Regions from separate parts of the Zea mays genome. Here all the other regions are linked to region 2. A link is a contact called in public Hi-C data. All regions are on one chromosome and are shown on one strand. The core of a region is the stretch at or near the end of the contact, and the rest is flanking DNA. Distances in the headings are between cores, read along the strand shown.

Evidence for each region. A called contact is a pair of places that touch in the nucleus more often than the background predicts.
Region 1: a Hi-C map of ear shows a contact between it and region 2, with 6 times the contacts expected there. The contact joins the promoter of LOC103626704 here to the promoter of LOC100280351 in region 2. A contact is called at or near these places in 11 of 25 Hi-C or Micro-C datasets (bundle sheath, ear, endosperm and 5 more) and 1 of 3 datasets of contacts at active chromatin or transcription factors (leaf).
Region 3: a Hi-C map of tassel shows a contact between it and region 2, with 4 times the contacts expected there. The contact joins the promoter of LOC100283672 here to the promoter of LOC100280351 in region 2. A contact is called at or near these places in 2 of 25 Hi-C or Micro-C datasets (endosperm and tassel).
Region 4: a contact with region 2 is called in a Hi-C map of ear, with 2.8 times the contacts expected there. The contact joins the promoter of dsy2 here to the promoter of LOC100280351 in region 2. A contact is called at or near these places in 9 of 25 Hi-C or Micro-C datasets (bundle sheath, ear, endosperm and 2 more).

What each region holds. Positions count from the first base shown.
Region 1 is chr5:91,879,430-91,882,129 of Zm-B73-REFERENCE-NAM-5.0, forward strand. LOC103626704 (protein CYPRO4-like) reads right to left here and starts at 1,323. Exons shown (of 2, transcript NM_001346849.1): 1 at 1-1,323. The coding sequence starts at 1,188.
Region 2 is chr5:92,429,631-92,432,330 of Zm-B73-REFERENCE-NAM-5.0, forward strand. It overlaps LOC100280351, which reads left to right and starts at 1,324. Exons shown (of 9, transcript NM_001153277.1): 1 at 1,324-1,561; 2 at 1,747-1,970.
Region 3 is chr5:91,538,815-91,541,612 of Zm-B73-REFERENCE-NAM-5.0, forward strand. LOC100283672 (calmodulin binding protein) reads right to left here and starts at 1,531. Exons shown (of 9, transcript NM_001156573.3): 1 at 1,434-1,531; 2 at 1,203-1,319. The coding sequence starts at 1,294.
Region 4 is chr5:91,733,809-91,736,508 of Zm-B73-REFERENCE-NAM-5.0, forward strand. dsy2 (desynaptic2) reads left to right here and starts at 1,380. Exons shown (of 13, transcript NM_001319706.1): 1 at 1,380-1,472; 2 at 2,365-2,445. The coding sequence starts at 2,416. It overlaps LOC103626702 (zinc finger protein CONSTANS-LIKE 3), which reads left to right. Exons shown (of 3, transcript XM_008647090.2): 3 at 1-211.

The sequences.
Region 1 (2,700 bases), core at 73-2,572, 550 kb before region 2:
CAGTCCCAAGAAGGTGGATTCGGATGGATCCAACTGGGCACCTTTGCTATCATTCGTGATATCCCTCATGTTAATATCCGCTCCATCCTTCTCAAACTTCCATTCTGAAACCACCTTCCCCGTCTCGATATCAAATTGATGCACCCCCTTGGCATGTGGCTTTCCATCAGTGGCTGGGCTCATCAGGAGCATGTTAGTCTCGGCCCGCATAAGAAGAGCCTTTTTCGGTGTCGAGAAGTTTGTGCTCCCTCCAGAAAACTTCACGGACATGCCCTTGCCGTGTATCCCATGCTCGAAATTCCTCACGACCTCAATGCCTTTGTCTCCAACGAGGAAACTGTTATCCAGTGCGCCAAGCGCAAGACTGTTAATTCCGCTGCCTTCCTCAACAGGCTCCTCAAACTCGCGCAGATCCTCTAACAAAGGCTTCAGTACTGGTGTCCGCGGGGGCATCGGGCTGCCCTTGGGACCCGGAGAGAAGAAGCCGTCGGTGGCGTCCTCCCATATCGACTCGTCGCCGTCCTCCGGGCGCGCCCACGCCGCGAAGTCCTTCCCAAACACCTTGGCGCGGCCCTCGTCCGTGGCGGCGACGCCGTAGCTGTTCTCAAACATACAGCTGTGGTACTTCGCGCAGAAGTCACCGAAGCCGTCAGCGTGGCGGAACTTAAGCGCCCATACGCCGTCGGCGACGAAATCCACCCGACGCTGCGCGGGGAAGGTCTTGAGCTGCAGCTCGGGCCCGACCCTGGCCTGGATCTTCGAGCCCACGACGAGGCACCACGGCCCGCCGGCGGGCGCGTCGTCGTCCTCGTCGTCGCCGGTGCGTACGAAGGAGGCGGCGGCGAGGCTGTCGGAGACGATCCACTTGGCGGAGGGGGAGGAGCCGCCGATGTGGAGGTATAGCTTGACGGCGTTGAGCGCGGCGGGGTTGGCGCTGAGGGTGAGCCCGGGGCTAGGGTTCGGGGAGATGGGCTCGTTGTACTTGAGGTGGAGCTGGCGGAGGTGGCGGTCGATGGCGTCGATGGAGGCGGGCGTGGCCGCCGCCCCTGCGCCGCTGGCCAACTTGGAGGAGGCAGATGCCGGGGTAGGCGTGCCGTAGTCGGAGGAATTGTCGGAGGCCCGGGACTCGGCGTCGTCGGAGTCGGAATCGGATAGGTCGAGGTCCTCGCGGCTGTGCGAGCCCCCCATGGCGGCGGAGGCTGATAGGGTTTCGGCGAGGAGGTGAGATTGGGGGAGGGGAGGAGGAGCGTGCGGGAATTTGAATTTGGGAGAGGTGATGGGAGAAATGGGGCCCTTTGGCCGTTTTGCGCTGCGACTGCAGTCTGCAGGTTGGGGACTAGTGGGAGAGATCTGGGAAATGAATAGAATAGGAGACGAACGGCCGTTGCACACTTCACTGATTCAAAATTTTCAAATTGAAGATCCATAGCACTAGCACCGTCACTGACTCTTACTCGCACCAACTGTTCCATGGTCTGAACTCAGAGGCAAGAGATTACTTTTTTTTCTAAAAAACAGCTATTTCTTCTTATTAAACTGATGCAGCCTCCTCGCTATACATTGCGTCACGTCACCAAAAAAAATCATCGCCGTACACATGTCTCTTACCGCTTCATCTCCTGTGCTGTCCTAGATTGTATTAAAGAGGGGGGATCTTGACCACGTCTTTGTTGCCGCTTGCACGTCTTCTTGACGGTATCATAGCAGGAGGTGACGACGCTGTCGAGGACGACAGCGGCAGCGCAGCTGCTTCCATTGGCCTCTGCTTCGTCTGACTGTCGCTTTCTAAGGTAAAGAGATCTGTTGTCTTCATTTTTTTCCTTTTTTGTTGCTTACTGTAGCTTCCATGCGTGATTCATTCATTTCTCTGATTTTTACTTTGCAAAAACTCAATGTTAGTACAGCTATAACTTTTAGTTTCGCGTTGTACTAACCATCTACAACAGCAAGCATGCATGCTTTTTCTCCTTTTTTTCTAAAATATTTCAAACTCTATGTGTTTTTTTTCTAAAATATTGCAAAATCTAAGACAGTTTACTATCCACATACCTTAGCCTTTTGCTGCCCCAACCGAGAACCCCCATCCATTCGTCCGTACACTTCCAGTAAATATGTTTCTTTCATATTTGTGTATGCTGAATCCTACCTTTTTAGATGACGTTTTCTCTCATACAAAATGAGATTGAGATATAATATTTCCAAAGGGAAGGGAGATTTTTTTACCGCTAAAAAAGGTGAGTCTATGGTACAATATATTCATAGAAGGAAAGAGTTATTACTAACCTTTCTTCCTTTGGTCACCTGCAGGAGATACTCCATTTTTTATATAATTACGGATTAACTACTCTATTTTATCTTATTGGATTGGCTTCTGAAGGCATTTCTAATTCATGTTTAAAATACTATGGGCAAGAAACTTTTCTAAGTCTTTAATGTGTGTTTCCATGCTCCCTGCTCACTTAAAAGGATACTGTATGATTTTATATTGCAAATGGTCCTTTAAAAGCTATGTTAAAATGGATATTGCATAAAAGTTGAAAGTCCTTAATTGCTATAGTTACATTGCTATATCAGTCCAGTGTTTTGGCTTAATATCCACCTCTATCATTGCATCTATTTGGACTTGCATTCTAATTTTTTGATCTCTTTTTTATGCTCTATCTTTTCATATGTAGTTGTTTGTACTTTGGGGTCAGGCGC
Region 2 (2,700 bases), core at 74-2,573:
CATACGGCGGGGACGGTACAGGCGTCGTTGTCGCTACGGCTCGTACTCGTACCGCGCCGCGCGCGGTGCCCACGCCACCACTGCACTGCCCCCGTCTCGGTTTCCCGGGCGTAGGCTCCGATCCGGCCGTGCTGCTCTGCAGCTGCAGGCTGCGGGGGCCGGTGTGAGCACGACAAGACATGGTCGGCTCACATGCGAGGCCGTGCGTGGCCGGCCGCATATGCATGCGTGGTCTGAGTGACTCTGGCATACTGTAATAGCGTGCAGCAATAATACATACAGGTCCGTACGCTACGCTACGTACGCGCGGTCCGCCCGAGCTAGCACTGTGTAGTGTACACGGCCCGCAGGCGACGATCGACGAACGATATACGTGCGTACGATCGACACGCGGGGGCGATGGCGGCTCCTCCCTCGCCCGATCCACGCCACCGGTCCTTTTCCCTTTCATTCAAGGCCAGACATCGCAAGTGCACGCCATATGCGCGCGCGCGCGCGGCTAGGGAGCCTACCAGTCAGTACCACCGTCGGCAGGCACGCGCGCGATCCAGCAGCCAACTGCCCGCCCGGCTGCGGCAAACAACCAATCGGCCAGCAACGCGCCCAACCAGTCGGACAGACGGCGCTGCTAGCTGATCCTGACCCCTGACACCGGTGGCCTCCACAGTTCCACTTCCACCGGTCTTGGTCACAAACGGCATGGCGAGCCATGCATGCTCCGGCAGTCGTCCGTCCCTCCACTCCATGGCGCTCTGCTTTCCCGACGACCGACCGCCCCGCCGACCACGTCGTCGTCGATCGAGCTGCAACCACCGCGTGCGTGCGTGCGTACGTTGCCGGACAAGGAAGGACGGACGGACGCGGCACCGCCCGCCGGCCCATAATATAGCTTGCCAGTTGCCATTCGCCAACTAACCGCGCCATCATGGCTGCGCTGCACACGTCGGTTTCTCTTTCTCTACGCGTGTAGTATACCGGCTACACCCAGCAGCAACGAGCGTTTGACTTGCGCTGCGACTGCGACCCGGCCGGCCCTCATTACCTCAACGGCTAACGACCATGATGATGAACAAGCATCCTCCTGCCACTGTCGTGTGCTTCTCTCTATCTAACCATCGTTAGGACGACGGCTGCTGCCGATCGATTAATGGCAGAGAAATTCCGCGGTGCAGGATGTCCGTCGCCGGCCGCCTTTAAAGAGATTTTTTTTGCTCTGCGACTGCGAGCCGGCCCCGCTGGCTGTCTTTGTTTTGGCCACCGCCACCTTCCTCTGCTCATAAGTAGAGGCGAGCGTGGCGTCAGGCCGGGAGCGCGCGGACGAGACGAGAGGCGAAGAGAGCAGCCCAAACACGACTACTGCATTACACACACACACAGGATAGGAGTACGTGTCTGCTTCTCTCTCCCCGCTGGCCTCCTCCTCCAGTACTTCAGACAGTGCACCGTGCTGCGGCCTCTTTCATCCCTCAAGGCCGGCCGCCCCCAGAACCAGAGTCGGAGCGAATCCATGGCTCCTCCGCCCCTCTCCTCCTGGCCATGGGCAAGCCTCGGCCAGTACAAGGCAACGACGACTGACCCTTCCTTCTTCCTCCTTCCCTTTCTGTGCATATGCATCCCTTCATGCGTGCGTGTCCACCATATACACACGTACGCGCATACGTGAATCTATATTTGCAGTCGATCGGTCCTGTTTCTTTAATACAATTACATGATACTTCTTTGACATGTCTGGACACATGCATGCAGTACGTGCTGCTGGGGCCTCTGGTGTGGAAGGTGCTGCAAGAATGGCGGGAGCAGGCGGGCCTGCCGCTCGGCTCCTGGTGGCTGCACCTGTTGCTGCTGTTCGCGGCGCGCGGCCTCACCTACCAATTCTGGTTCAGCTACGGCAACATGCTCTTCTTCACCCGCCGCCGCCGCGTCGTCGCCGACGGCGTCGACTTCCGCCAGATCGACGCCGAGTGGGACTGGTGAGTTAGTCGTAGCGTGTAGACTGCACCCGTTTAGTTACCTTCTTCGGTCTCTGGCTAGTTGCATCTGCATGGGCATCTTCCGTCTTTGCGGCACCGAACAGAAACAGCTTCGGAGTCTGGGAGTCATTCAAAATGCGTGTGGATGGAAACGAGTGCTGATGATGTACTACTACCTTGCAAGAGTAGCCTAGGCTTCTACGACTACGAGTAAGCTACAGGGCCGGTTCAATTTTTTATGGGGAGTTTTTGTAGGATCTGGCTGTAGAAAAGATCAGACTGCAAAGAGAATATGAGTGTCGTGCAGATATAGAAAAAAAATCGGACTTAGAGAGAAACCGAGTGCGGTGAGGATTACGTGTAGAGGAAGATAAAATTATATAGAGTTTTAAAAGTAGAAAGTGATAGTTTTATATTATTACAATGAATCTACACATTCTATATTTATATTGATTTTGTATGATTTTTTGATTAAAGTGGTTATTATAAAAATAGGCTAAAAAGTTGGACGCTAAGATGCCTTCACCAACTTCTAATAGCAAAGCTGGAAAAAACCTAAAACGAAAAAGGGCCATAGGCTGTACCAGTTGAGCTAGTTGCTTCCACGACTCTAGCATCTACTCCTGCCACTATATTCCTAGTATTCCATTTGATTTTTCGGAGCCGTCGATGCTAGGAGTTTGAATTGAAGGCCCCGAAACATACTTTTCCTTTTTTCTATATATATAAG
Region 3 (2,798 bases), core at 281-2,780, 890 kb before region 2:
TGATGTAACATTGTTGATGTGAAGTAATGAAATTCGGTTCTTTGTGCTATCAGAAGAAAATGTGCAACAACTATATTTTCTTAATCTGATTGTGTGGCAATCTGAATTCGAACTCAAATCCAAACAACAAAGGTATTCACTAAACCTATTAGTAGGTGATTCAGCAAGTCTCAAAAACATGAGAACGGTACATGTTCATAACGTGCATTTGCAAAGAGAATACAGGTATATCGTATATGCAACTGAATTATAACACTGGTTATTAGATTGATAACTCTATTCCTACTTACGGCTTTACAATAATTCATGTGTCCCTGAATCAATCTAGACTCATATCCATCAACACTGTATGTTTGCATAGGCTACCATGCTCTAATTTCACTTGAGATCTTTAGATACTCCTAGAAACGTAGACCAAACTTGGAGAAATTAAGTGACTTTAAACAGGTACCCAAATCTGTATTGAAAAGGAATTGTCGAATTGAACTTGAGTGGGCTGAGCATGCAGCCACTGAACTACACCCTTAACGAACCAAGCTGGGCTCGATTCCTTTGCTTATCTGGTAACACACATTCGACAGCGGTTACTTCAACTTTGAAATAAACAGGGGCATTACCTGATTTACCGAAACCCCAACGGCCAAAGCATTATTACTCGTGTCCAACTAACGGAACATTAGGTCGATGTTAACGGTACAAATACTTTCCATTTTGGACAAGGTGGCACTATGAATATTCCATGCTAGGGTACATGCTTTCATGAGTTGAGACTGTTACATAAAAAAACTAACACCAAGATCAATATTTCTTCCAAATTCTACGGTCCAGCCAACCAGTTTGCCATCATTCCAGCCAATTCTCCAACAACCTACACCAAACCCTAGCTTAAACGTTGATGTTAGCACAGACCAGTCACCGGTAGCTACTGAAGATGATATCAGCTCGAGTTCAGCTCACCCAAGACAAAGGAAACACGAAAAAAAACAAACGGGACCATTTCCACAGGTACTCACTACCACAACAGATAAGCTGAAACGTAATCCAGGCCCAAATTTCCGAATAGTATATAATACTGAAGTCACAAAGCTCCCAATAGCGTTCGGCGTTTTCCCCATTCGTGCAACTAATTCCACAGCTTGTCAAACAGAAAGCACATCACGAAGCTAAACACGCACAAAAGCGGAACCCCGAGAATTCCTCACCTGGCCAGTGCCGGAGGCCGCGACCTCTTGGCATCAGGACGTCCGTCGCCGGCGCCCCCGCCGGCGTCCTCGAGCCCACGCTTCTCCTTCATCGCTGGCACGAAGGCCCGGGCGAATCTGCACCGAATCCAATGAAACTCGCGTCAGATTCCGCCCCTCTAGGCCTCTACAATTCGGCGCGTGCGAAGAAGTAGTTGAGACGGGGGGTGGGAGACTGGAGAGGTCGCTCACCTGGTTCGGACGCCGGAATCGGAGACGGGACGAGGCCACGAGGGCCAGCCCAGATCGCGGACAAAAGGGAAGGGAAGCGACCGACCGCGCACACAGTTCGATGTGTGGTAGGGGAAATGAACCTATATACTATAGTATACATTACTGCCCGACACTTCGCACCCGGCCATCGACTCGTCCATCGCAAATCGATCACTGGCATTGGGCCCGGACATGGATTTTTACGCAGGTCCCACCCGACGTATATACGGTGTGTGAACGGGTATAGTGGCGGCGCGGGGCGAAACGAAAAAGCGGAAGCAGCACATTGCGGGCCCCCACAGTGACAGTGACGTCGTTATCTGGTTGGCTGACGTGGTCTCGGCGCACGCAAATATCGCAAGGGCAGGATAGCGCGGCGGAGCGGGCGCCCGGCGCCGCGACCGGTCCACGAACGGCGTGATCTTCTGGCGGGGGCAGGAGGAAAGGAGACAACGATTACCGCCATATGGAGCAGGCTGAAGAGCATAATAAACACGTGAATAGGGCCGGCCGTTTTTTAGAATTTGAACAGGGCACTCTATCCAAGAACATTTGAGAGAAGATTAATAATTATAATCTTTCTTAAGGCACATTATCCAAGACAGATAAAATAGAACGTTTGGATCTATATCACATAAAATTCGTCTGATCACCAGAATCTATAGTTAACAAACTCGGTCTAAAACCTTCTTTGGAATGCAGGAATTTCTGAGAAAACATACAGAAATTTTATAAGAATCATTTTATTTTCACAGTAAAAACACTGAAAACCGGAGAAACCCCGCATCCCAAATGGGGCCTAAGCTTGTGAGTGAAAATGAGAAAATAACAAGTTCTTTTTCTAAATTGACGCTTCATGTTTCATTATAGGGAAATGGTCATATTGTTGTTCGTGCTAGGAATCTATTTTTCACTGATAGAGTGATCTGGGAAAGGTATCTAATTGCATCAAGTCAAAATATATATCTATGAATATTGATCATTATTGGTTGTGTCTTGGAAAAAATATGCCATATGTACATGTTCGTATCTGTTGGTGTATCAGCCATATGTTGAGACATCTGGGAAGCAAGGAATAGAATGTGTTTTGAAAATGTATTGATTAATTCACCTAATGATATTATTTGACCCGCTTGTTCATTGATCACTTACTGGACAGGATTAAGCAAGAAAGAGCTTCAGGATTTGCTTCAAGAGGGAGCTAGGTTGTTGGTTCATGTTGCAAATGCAAAAGTGGATAATCTGATTGAAGGTGTTGTCAACACTGATGATGATGATGGTAATCCAACACAGGACGAGTGATTCAATGGCGGCACCATTTTCGGTAGGCTACATGTATCGATT
Region 4 (2,700 bases), core at 130-2,629, 700 kb before region 2:
AGTTGGCGATCACATGCCGTTTTGGGCTAGCCATGGTTAAATTAGCAGGCTAGCGTGTACTGCTGCTGCGTTTGTTTGCTGGGGCGACCAGTTCTACTAATAGTACGTAGTACCGTGTAATTTTGGGTCAGGAAGAGATGCTTAGCATCTGTTTCGATTGATCGATGTAGTATTATGCTATAATTGGAAAGGCCTCTCGATCTATTTGCAAGTTGCGTGCATGTGCTTAATCCACTCCCACTTTGGAGAGTATCGAGGCTCCGTACGGCAGTCGGCAGATTTAGCCCCTAGCTGGCACGCAGTTCAACCTATGATCCTAGCGTTCGTTTGAAATGCTGGCGCACGTATCGGTTTATGTATGCGAATGGTTCGAATGCTGGCGCACGTTAGTTTTTTTTTACACGCGGTTTGCAGGAGATCTGCCGATCGAACTTGTATGGGAAGGTTAGGGAGAAAGATTTAGCTGATGCAAATTGATGTTTCATGAGAATGATAAGGATACGTATGTATGCAGTATGCTTGTTTCCATCCTGCGTACCATGGGTGTCCATATTGAATTATTGATACGTCCATGCTTCAGACGTGGATCTTATGCGTCGAACCTTGTATCAACCAAATGATAGTTCTTAGTCATCAAGGAGACTTTCGAGGCATCTAGAATGAGGGTGGATATCCAAAGTGTTTTAAGAAATATAATACCTATATATAATATATTATCAAGCACATTATTATAAATAAGAACAAAATTTTGTATAAATCGTTTTATGTATTATTTACTCCTTACAATAAAAGAGTGAAAAATAACCAAATCTTTATCTTGATCCGAATTCTATATCTATCATTTGAGAAAATATATGATAAATTTGAAGTTTATGGTAAAAACAAGAATGTGAATATCCTATTTATTCACAATCTATAATAATAATGATGATGATAATATTCAAATAAGTATATGTTTTCATCCCTGCCGGGCACCCTCCATCCCAATCCTAACATTCTATTTGATACAAGGGTTAATTCGGTTCATTGTTTATAAAAATAGAGTTTAGCTACATGTGTTAATTGTTTATAGATGTGAATATACAATTATACATGTATACCTATGAACAGTGTAGCTGAAAAAAGTACGGCGTACCCTGGGAGGCTGGGAGGATACGTTTTAACGAGACAATTAGTTTCAGTTTTCTGGGCATAGGCATGCTGACGGGATTAAGAGAAGGCAGCTTTCGGGCCCATTCCAGGCCCAGGCAAAATTCTAGGGATCGGTCAGTCACTGACTTCACTCCCTGTCTTTTCTCCCGACATTCACCCCGAGTGCGCGCGCGCTCTCTTCCCTCGCTCGCCCGCTCGTTCGCGACGGCAACTAGGCGATCAACCTCGCCGCCCGCCGCCCTAATTTACGTGCCCAGGTCTTCGTCCGTCCCCTCTCTAGGACTTCGCCGATCCTTTCTCAGGCGACGGGAGCCAACCAGGTATGTGCACCCCGTCTCGCCCCTTCCTGGAGTGAGAAACCGGGCACCCGAACCCTAACTTAAGATATTTGGATACTCACATTCGAATCTGATCTAGTTAAAACTGTATGCGTCTATTATTGCTACTACATTCGATTTTCCTGCTATAATTATTAGAGTGTCTCCACCCTGTGGATCGTGGTTGAGGAAGACGATCACTGTGCGCTGCTACCTCATACAGCTACGTTATTGTGGTATGCTACTGTAATATATGCTTGTAAGGGACTAGTCAATTATTTCACCGAGTAGGTAAGGGCTTCTATGCTTTTAATGCTCGTGGGTAGTGTGAAATGGTCTAGTAAGAATCTCTGGTCTTACTGCAGAGGTCAGGTCAAATCTAGCTGTGATATGTGATTTGCATAATTTGGACCAAGAGCAGTTATTCGAGTGAAAAAAAAACAAAATCAGCTTGGAGTGGAAATGTATCCCAATGCACTGGTCTATGCCATAAATGCTAATAAGTTTGTTGATTTGGTAAATGCATATGGTGTGGTTGAGTGGTTCTGTGACAATGTACAGTGTTTACTTTTAATTTCCCTCAGGCGTCATTTCTATGCTTTAGTTTATGGATTTGATGGTTATATTGCTTTGATATTTGTCTGCTTTAATTTCCCTGGTTAGTCAAGATTCATTGATGATCCACCTATGTTAATGCTGATGTGCAGGAAGTATGCTTATTTTTTTACATCTTTTTTTTCTCTGTTGCTCATATTGCTGCACTTTGCTGCTGAATCTATCCCTCTTCCCATGTTTTATTAGTGACGTTTACTTGACTGTGATTTGTGAAGCTTGATTTAATCACACAAGATGCTTTCAGAGTCTTATTTCATGCAGTTGTTTCCCAATTTGTCAGGTTCACCTGTAGTTAATTTTGTAAATTATTGTTATATCTGTAGCTGCCCCAATGGAAGTTGAGCTGCCAAACATCCATAAAGTGAGTAGCAATTTCCTCTTCTATGTTGTACCCTTGTAGGGTGCACTGATTATTAATTTAAGCTTTTCAGCTCTGGTTATCCCCATTTTGTACTCTACATTCTAGATTATAAGTCGTTATAGCTTTTCTTGGTAGATAGCTTTTGCCATGTATTTAGACATAGCATATATCTAGATGCATAGCAAAATCTATGTACTTAGAAAAGCCAAAACGACTCATATTGTAGAATGGAGGGAGTGGTATTTTGACAAGTTA